Linked DNA regions of Zea mays: all the other regions are linked to region 1. The links are chromatin contacts, called in public Hi-C maps. All regions are on one chromosome and are shown on one strand. Each heading gives the region's core, a stretch centred on a gene start, on an enhancer-like site or on the middle of the called end of the contact. The rest is flanking DNA. Distances are from core to core; before and after follow the strand shown. Region 1 holds the start of LOC103638369 (tRNA(adenine(34)) deaminase, chloroplastic). Region 2 holds the start of LOC103638373 (G patch domain-containing protein TGH homolog). Region 3 holds the start of LOC100278162.

What was found. A called contact is a pair of places that touch in the nucleus more often than the background predicts.
Region 2: a contact with region 1 is called in a Hi-C map of endosperm, with 4 times the contacts expected there. The contact joins the promoter of LOC103638373 here to the promoter of LOC103638369 in region 1. A contact is called at or near these places in 6 of 25 Hi-C or Micro-C datasets (ear, endosperm, leaf and 2 more).
Region 3: a contact with region 1 is called in a Hi-C map of leaf, with 5 times the contacts expected there. The contact joins the promoter of LOC100278162 here to the promoter of LOC103638369 in region 1. A contact is called at or near these places in 4 of 25 Hi-C or Micro-C datasets (ear, endosperm, leaf and 1 more) and 1 of 3 datasets of contacts at active chromatin or transcription factors (leaf).

The regions. Positions count from the first base shown.
Region 1 is chr9:51,242,535-51,245,489 of Zm-B73-REFERENCE-NAM-5.0, reverse strand. LOC103638369 (tRNA(adenine(34)) deaminase, chloroplastic) reads left to right here and starts at 1,472. Exons shown (of 4, transcript XM_008661302.3): 1 at 1,472-2,955. The coding sequence starts at 1,674.
Region 2 is chr9:51,384,620-51,387,447 of Zm-B73-REFERENCE-NAM-5.0, reverse strand. LOC103638373 (G patch domain-containing protein TGH homolog) reads right to left here and starts at 1,339. Exons shown (of 16, transcript XM_008661305.4): 1 at 998-1,339. The coding sequence starts at 1,135.
Region 3 is chr9:51,026,413-51,029,389 of Zm-B73-REFERENCE-NAM-5.0, reverse strand. LOC100278162 reads left to right here and starts at 1,352. Exons shown (of 3, transcript NM_001407753.1): 1 at 1,352-1,569.

The DNA of each region.
Region 1 (2,955 bases), core at 223-2,722:
AAAGGCCTGATGGGTACAATTAAGTCAAGGCTCGGTCCACTCAAGGGACACGATCTCGCCTCGCCCGAGCCCAGCCTCGGGCAAGGGCAGCCGACCCCGGAGGATTCACGTCTCGCTCGAGGACCCCCTCAAGCAACGGGCGCACCTTCGGCTCGCCCGAGGCCCAATCTTCGCCAAGAAGCAACCTTGGCCAAGTCGCCACGTCGACCGACCGTATCGCAGGAGCATTTAACGCAAACATTTAATGCAAAGGTGGCCTGACACCTTATCCTAACGCGCGCCCTTCAGTCGACAGAGCCGAAGTGACCGCAGTCACTTCGCCGCTCCACTGACCGGCCTAACAAGAGGACAGCGTCGCCTGCGCCGCTCCGACTGCTATGCCACTCGACAGAGCGAGGCTGACAGCAGCCAAGTCCGACCTCAGGCGCCATAGGAAACTCCACATCGCCCGACCCCAGGGCTCGGACTCGGGCTCAGCCCCGGAAGACGACGAACTCCGCTTCGCCGACCCCAGGGCTCGGACTCGGGCTCAGCCCCGGAAGACGACGAACTCCGCTTCGCCCGACCCCAAGGCTCGGACTCGGGCTCAGCCCCGGAAGACGACGAACTCCGCATCGCCCGACCCCAGGGCTCGGACTCAGCCCTGGCCTCAGCCGACGGTCTCCACCTCGCCCGACCCAGGGGCTCGGACTCGACCTCGGCCTCGGAAGACAGACTCGACCTCGACCTCGGAGGGGCCTCCACCTCGCCCAACCCAGGGCTCGGACCGACCACGTCACAGGAGGCGCCATCATTACCCTACCCCAAGCTAACTCAGGCTACGGGGAACAAGACCGACGTCCCATCTGGCTCGTCCCGGTAAACAAGTAATGATGGCGCCCCGCATGCTCTATGACGACGGCGGCTCTCAGCCCCCTTACGGAAGCAAGGAGACGTCAGCAAGGACTCGACAGCCCCGACAGCTGTCCTTCCGCCAGGCTCCAGCGCTCCTCCGACGGCCACGACACCACACGAATCGGGTGCCAAAACCTCTCCGGCTGCCACGATGGCATGTACTTAGGGCACTAGCTCTCCTCCGCTAGACACGTTAGCACACTGCTACACCCCCCATTGTACACCTGGATCCTTTCCTTACGCCTATAAAAGGAAGGTCCAGGACCCTCTTACGGAGGGTTGGCTGCGCGGGGAAGGACGGGACGGCGCTCACGTAAGCCGCTCGCTCCCTCCCGCGTGGACGCTTGTAACCCCCTACTGTAAGCGCACCCGACCTGGGCGCGGGACAAACACGAAGGCCGCGGGTTTCCCCCTTTACGCCTGTCTCCCTCCGGCTTCCTCCCCCTTCGTGCTCCGTCTCGTGTCGACCTATCTGGGCTGGGGTACGCGGCGACAATTTACTCATCGGTCTAGGGACACCCGGGTTTGAAACGCCGACAGATATAAACGTGATATAACAAAACAACCCAACAGTAGTGATTTGGGCGGACTGTCGAGCTTCAGGCCTTCAACGATCCGACACGAGGCAAATCGACATCCATGAATCCATCCCTGCCATATATTCCCACAGATTTCCAACACGAACACACACTTCCAGCTGCATCCCACCCGAAACGAGGAGCCGGAGCCACAGGCACAAGGCAGCGCCGCCGGCCGCTGCCAATTCTCTTCCCGCTGTCATGTACAGCTCCTACTCCGCCGCGGCCTTTGCGCTGAGGGCCGCGAAGCCATCCTTGCACGCCCATTCCTCCTACTCCTATTTCTACCACCCCCCTCCCCACCTCTGCCATTGCGACGACGCCGACGAGCACCGCCACCATAATAAGGTCGTCCCGCGGAGCCCGTACCTCGCCCCACGCTTCTTGTTCGACGGCTGCCTGCTCCGCCACTCGGCCTACCTGCTTCTTTCCGCGCAGCTCCGGCTCCTGCCGCCGCCGCCGCGCCCGTATGCATCCCGATGCTGCCGCCGGCGAGCACCCATAGGCTGTTGCCGCGACGGCGGTGGTGGGAGACAGCTGGCTGGACAACTCTGTTGTCATGTTGAGGCGCACAAGTGCCGGTGCTGTGGGAGTGGCGCTGGGAGGCCGGATCTTGGGGCGATCCGCCGGCGATTGAAAGCGCCTGAGTGCCGCTGCGGCAGTTCCGGGGATGGGACCTTGCTTGGAGCTGGATGCGTACGGCGGGATGTGCCGAGATTGGTGGGGAGGGCGATGCGGCAGGAGGTGTGGGAGTATGAGGGCGGCCAGTGGCTGTACGGAAGGTCTTCGACGGAATGCCTTGATTCGGAGGAGGAAGAAGAGGATTGCGGTTATGGTCAATTGGAGGTAGGTGGGATGCATTTCAGTAGGAGATGGGAAGATGGTAATGTTGATGATGGGGATGGTCATTGTATGGATTGCTGTCGGAGGAAGGGCATAGAAAACTATTACAGTGGTGAGGATGTGTACAGTAGCCGGCGTAGAGAGAGGAGAGATCTGAATGAGGGCCGTCATAGTTTCAGAGATTCTGACCGGCGCCAGCGAAGTGAGTACTATGATGATGAGGATGATCTTGACTTGGGGCAGCGAAAGCAGGGATGGGAAGGGAGAGATACGAGGAATTTTGTACCCAATGATGCAGTTGACACAAGGAGTGTTGAAACTAGAAGGTACTGTGATGATGGCAGGGAATATAACTGCATAAGAGACAGGAGGAATTTTAACTCTGATGATGTGGCCAATGTCAGGAGGGCTGGTCGGTATGCAGAGGATATAGGAGGATTTGATCGTAGAAGAGAGAGTAGGGATTTTGAGATCGATGATAAGGTTATTGTGAGGAGAGAAGGCAGGCGCCATAGAAATGACCACAGATATGTTTCACGGCACCCAAGAAGAAGTGAAGATACAGATGGAGAGGATGTTTCACTCTTGAGATCACGTCATTGGAATGACAAAGAGATTGGTTACAATGAGCAAGATCTTG
Region 2 (2,828 bases), core at 90-2,589, 140 kb before region 1:
ATTTTGTGAGTTAGTAGTTTTAGAGGGACACGTCTCGTGCAGTGGTGAGAGCTGTCCCACTAAGTCGTGTGTTGAAAGCAGCCTCTCCGCAATTGTGGGAAGAAGGCTTGCCTCTGTTTATCCCTTTCCCAGACCCCGGAGCCTTCAGCACCAGGTCTATCTTTTTTTCTTTTGAGCCAACATTGCACTATCCAAAGTCCAGACAGATAAATAGCATCCACGTAAGTAACCTAGAAACTAATAGAGAAATAGTTGAGTAAAAAACACATCTGAACTACATGAAAACCCATTCCATTATGAGATCAGCAGTAACTCACAATCAAGGAATTAGTTACTGAAATATGGTTTGACTAACAAGCATACACAAGGATAAACAACAGGATTGACAGTATTCTGCAGGATGATGGAATTAATCATCTCATTTGAGAAGTACTCCGCCCGTCCCAAACTATAAGTGGTTTTGTCTTTTCTAGGTGCATAGCTTTCTATGCACCTAAAACGACTTATAATTTGGGACGGAGGGAGTAGGCAGATATAATTCACAATTTGGACCATTATTCTGTCTCTGAATTTTCCTAGTTGACATATTGCCCAACTAACAAAACTGGGCATAAAGCCGATTGCCCTAAAAAACTCGAACTTGCTTTCACCCCAACCCCAGTGGTACAAGCAGAAAATTAGCACAGCTCTATTTATAATATGTGCCACCAAAGCTAAACATAGCAGCAGACATGTGAGCAAACCCCAAATGGAAGAGTATGTGCAGTCTCTCTTGGTCACAACCAAATGCACCCCAGTTGCTCCACAAACCGTAAACATTAAAAAAACGCAACACCTGTTGCATTGCTACTCACGAAATTGCATGCCCTAGTATATCTCGAATCCATCAATACCAACACCGTAACAGAGCACATATTCTGTCCTACCGCAACGATACAGATACAGGATAGGGAGATTGGGAGGTGGAGAAGAAGAAGGAGGGAGGTGAGAGAAAGACCTCCTGCTTCCAGGCAGGGAGGGCGCGGAGTTGGCCAGCCTCGGCGACGGCCCGGCGCTTGCGGGCGGAGGTGTCCTCCTCTCGCTCGATGGGCGTCCCATAGACGACGAGATCCTCGTCGTCGCTGTCGACCCCCATGGTGGCGGGAAACTGGAGAGGCCAGTGATCAGAAAGCCCTAGCTCGCCGGCGGATTGGCGGCGCCGGTGAGGCGAGAGCGCGATGAGAGAATAGGGTTCCGCAATGTAGAGAGCGAGGTGGTGACAGATGGACGGGAACTGCGATTTGAGTTTTGTGCTGTAGGGCGTTGCAGTTTACGTGAGAATTATGGGTATTTGAATGCAAACAAATAGATATCTATCTATTAACTAATTTATCAAAAATAGCTAGGGGCTTTCGATGTCTCAACTAATTTTAGCCACTAACAATTATCTCTAATGCATTCAAACACCCTCTTACGGGTAGAACAGCTAAATTGATTTTGTTTTCGCATTTTTCTAGCAGGACTAAAACGAAAAACCAACGGTCGAAATATGGCATCGAAATTGTCAGTTATTCGAAAATGATAAATTTTGTTGGTCACTTATTCTCAAATATTATGAATCAAGAACAAGGCAATACAATTGTTAAAGATTAGGGACTTTCGTCCTCCGAAGCATTATTTTATTTTGGATATAATGATCTTCAGACGAAGTCCGTAAAAGACACACTTTCATCATTCATGAGAATAAGAGTACATAAAGATAATAAATGTAATTTATTCATTCATACACATATGTATTTCATAATATACATATGAACATTAACATAATTTATATTACATCGATATCTTCGGTTTGTTCGAAGGTGTTGACGCGAGAGTAGTTACAATCCAGTGTGAACAGTACGGTGATATTGTTCACCTATTTATAGGCATAGGACACAACCCGGGTAAAATTACATTTATAACCCTAATATGCACACATGATCATAACATAAACTACCAGGGATTGACTAGTCTTTTCTTCCTTGACCTCACACCATGTTTTTTAACCTTCGTCATCACTTTAAGCCAAAGTTATTGATCTTCGATGGTAACTTCAGCAATCGTTGGTATAGCTGTCAAATAGTATCTTCATCGGAGGAGAAGACCTCTAACAACTTTCATCATGTATCTTTGTTTATGACGAAGCTCCTGTAATAATCAATATTATACTAAAAACAAATGGTTAGTTGTGTTTTTGAGGACCTTTAGCCGAAGGTCCGAAAAACACCTTCCCTTCGCTAGAATAGCGAATTGTTCTGAATCGTGGGACCCACCGACCAGTGGAGATCTGAGTATATATATAGAGGTTTGCGCTGTGAATATTTTTCGTGTCATCTAGCTATTTTGTGCTATGATTGTCATTTTAGCCTTCTTTTTTTGTGAGCGCAATTATTTTTTGAGCTTCGGTATTTTCTGTGATCATCATCGAAATGGCTGGAGAAAAGCATATTGTAGACCCCACACCTGCTGGTTTTTACGAAGCAATGGAAAAGACCAACATTGAAAAAATCACTAATGAGATGTTGGCTGGGCTATCTAGAGATTCCAGCGACAGTGATAACTTTGATGTGGAGAGTGGAAATGAAGATGCCGAAGAACAGCCGTGGAGGCCAAGCCATGTTGTTTTTGGAAAGTCCAGTGTTAAACAAGGACAGATTGAAGGGATGAAGAAAAAATATTTTCACGATATATCCATTGTCAGGGTTGGAGGAGAAAGCATTGTTTCTCTTCTCGAAGCAGATGAAGTGGTGGTTTTTGAAAGCTTCATGAAGGCTGGGCTTTGTTTTCCAATGCACAAGGTGCTGGTT
Region 3 (2,977 bases), core at 103-2,602, 220 kb after region 1:
CGAAAGAACCTCCAAATTAAGCGTGTTTGGCTTAGAGCAATTTGGGATGAGTGACCGACCGGTAAGTTTTCTCGGGTGCGCATGACTGAGGACAAAGTGTACACAAAAGACCCGTGTTGGTCTATGGGGACAATATATAATCCTAGAGAGCTGCTAGAAGTAAGTATTGTCGGTCCAGGGATTGGACATTGTGTTGCAAGTGGTATTAGAGCCAACCCTCGCGGTTTCACGGATGTGTGTGGGTTAGGGGTTTGGGTATATGGCGCATGTGGGCCCCGAGTGGTCACATGGCATAACATGTGACGACACTAGACACACAGATGTGGCTAAGAGGGAAGGTTCGTAGATTGGGGTTCCACGAGGACGTCGGTCTTCTAAGGGGGTGGATTGTGATATCCTGGCCCCTGTGATGGTGATATCCTGGCCAAGGCTTAATAGAATTAATAGAGTATCCATACCAATAAGGTGCATCTTCTTTTTTGGAAGCCTATCTCGAAAAAACCTCTAAGTTAAGCATGATTGGTTTAGAGAAATTTGGGATGAGTGATCGACTGAGTAGTTTTCTTGGGTGGGCATGAGTGAGAACAAAATGTGCATAAAAAACATGTGTTGGTCTGTATGGATAATATATGATCCTAGAGAGCTACCAGGAGTAAGTATCGTCGGTCCATGGATTGGACGGGGTGTTAGTATCCGGCGGAAATCCAGCGGTGCTCTAGGGAACGTGGGGTGGTGGCGGTCGACCGAAGGACCCAGGCATGACGGAGCAAGGCTGTCGCCGGTCACCACCGGCAACTACACGACGGAGAAGAGAAAACGGGAGAGAGAGAGAAAAGAAAGTCTGGTGGGTGAGTTTACCTCGAGTGAGGCTCGGTCAGGGCGGAGCTCCGAGCGGCGGTTGCGGACCACGATCAGGGACGGCAGGGTGACCTCGTCGTGGGGAATCCAGGGCGCGAGCGGCTCGACGGTGGGGGCTCCGGCGAGCTCGGGGCGAGGGCAAGGGTAGCTCGGGCGAGTGCGGCTGGGACGAGAGAAGTGAGGCGGGGGGAGAAATGAGTGTGCACAGAGACTTCAAAGGGGTCGGAGCGGTGGTTTCGCGCGGGGCGCGACGTAGGCGCGGGGCATTGGAGACGGTTGTGGGGCTGATGGTCACTGACGGGCGACAGATGCGGACGCGCACGGGCGGAGCCGCTGGTGGGTGGGGCCCGCCGAAGAGAGAGCGAGCAGATGCGCGAGGGAAGGCGACGACAAGCGGGGGCCCAGGGGGTTGAGAGAGAGAGCGGGGTGTGAGGGTGGAAACTGAAACCACAAATTATCGACCTCAAACAACGGCATCTCCGCTATTTCGGCACCTACTCCGGTGGAGTCCACCTCCACTCCTCCAGCGAGTCACCACTGGGCACTGGCCACCGCCACCTCGGCCCCGCTCCTCACGTTGTCATCCGTCCACACTGCACCCGCTCCTCTCCGTCTCCCCAACAGTTTCATTCCTCGAGGGGGATCGCTTGTCGGCGGGGAAGCAAAGCTTAGTTCTTGACGCCCAACCTCCCCGTTGCCTATTCGCCTCAGGTGAGGAAGAAGTGAAAAACCCTCTCTTGTCCAACAATTTCGGGTAACCTTCTCGTGATGTAGAGATGCGGTCTGCTGCTCTGCCTTCTTGCTCTTGAATCTAGATTGGCGGTCCTGGTTGTCCTTCAATGAGGACGCGTTTTTCCGATTGAGATGGATGGAGTGACTTTCGGGCCTGATCTTGGTTTGTAGTTTAATTAGTTACTTGCCGCCGGAAACGCTTCAAGTCCGTACTTATGGTTGTTTTCTGCCATGATTTGTGGTTGATTAGGAATGGTTCGCCATACTATACTATCATACTTGTTTGCTTAGGTAGCCTTAGTTTGCAGAATTAGTCTCAACCGAGATATCTGTTCCAGGGGTCCCTTAATTTAGGTGTTAGGTCTGTCTAGTTGCTTCTTGTCAGAGTATCAGTGCAATCCAGAGACCTATTGGTAGGATCCTCAAACAAGGTTTTTTACTTTGGTTATTTAAAGAATAGCTCCAGACTCTAGCCACTAAAAAGGGCAATGGTTAAGGTTCATATTCTTTTAAGTCCGTTTATATGTTCTCCTGGTCTCCATGATATAAAAAAATACTACATCTCTTGGTTGAACGAATTAAGAGTTTTTCTATCTCTTCTTGTATTATTGGCCAATTGGCATCTCACAATTTCACTGATAGTTTTTCCTATTATAAGTTATGGGATTTCAGTTTCCATGATAAACTTTGGGTTTAATCATCTTTAGCCTTTATTACACTCTTCCAAAATGAAATTTTGTTTTTATTATGTTTGGTCGACTGTGATTTTTGTATTTTTGTTGACATGCAAATTTGGTTCATACATTTTTTGACCCAGTGGCAGGAGCTTTGCCTTTCAATTAGTAGAATGGTCTTGATCAGGTTTATAAGGGAATTAGGCCCGAAAACTGTACAGGCACGCTGTTTGTTTGAAGGAAAACCAGGAAAAAACTCACCACGTCAACCCAGATGACAAACCCTGGCAACTCACATACACATAAAGGACACCCAATGGAGCCCACCAAACGTCATCATTGCCGAGCTTACCACAAGCAGCAATAAGAAGCTCTTGCTTCCCACTGTGAACATCAGCCAAGGACCCTGTCATGCCACCGCAAACTCACAACAAGCCTTGGCCTCCCAAGAAGTGATCGTGGCATGTCATCATTGTTGAGCTTCGTTGCACCAAAAATGAAGCAGCTCTGACTCCACCACTGCAGATCACCCTCTAGGAGAGCCAAAGACGCACCACAAGCAAGCAACAAACCCGAAAGAGCTTTACTTCGTCGCAAATTCAAAGGCTTGCAGACAAATCGATGCTAGGCAGACGGGCCAAAAGCATGAGGCCGCTACAGGCCATCGTTGCCATGCTCAAGCGCATCATGAAGAACAACTCCAATTTCCTACC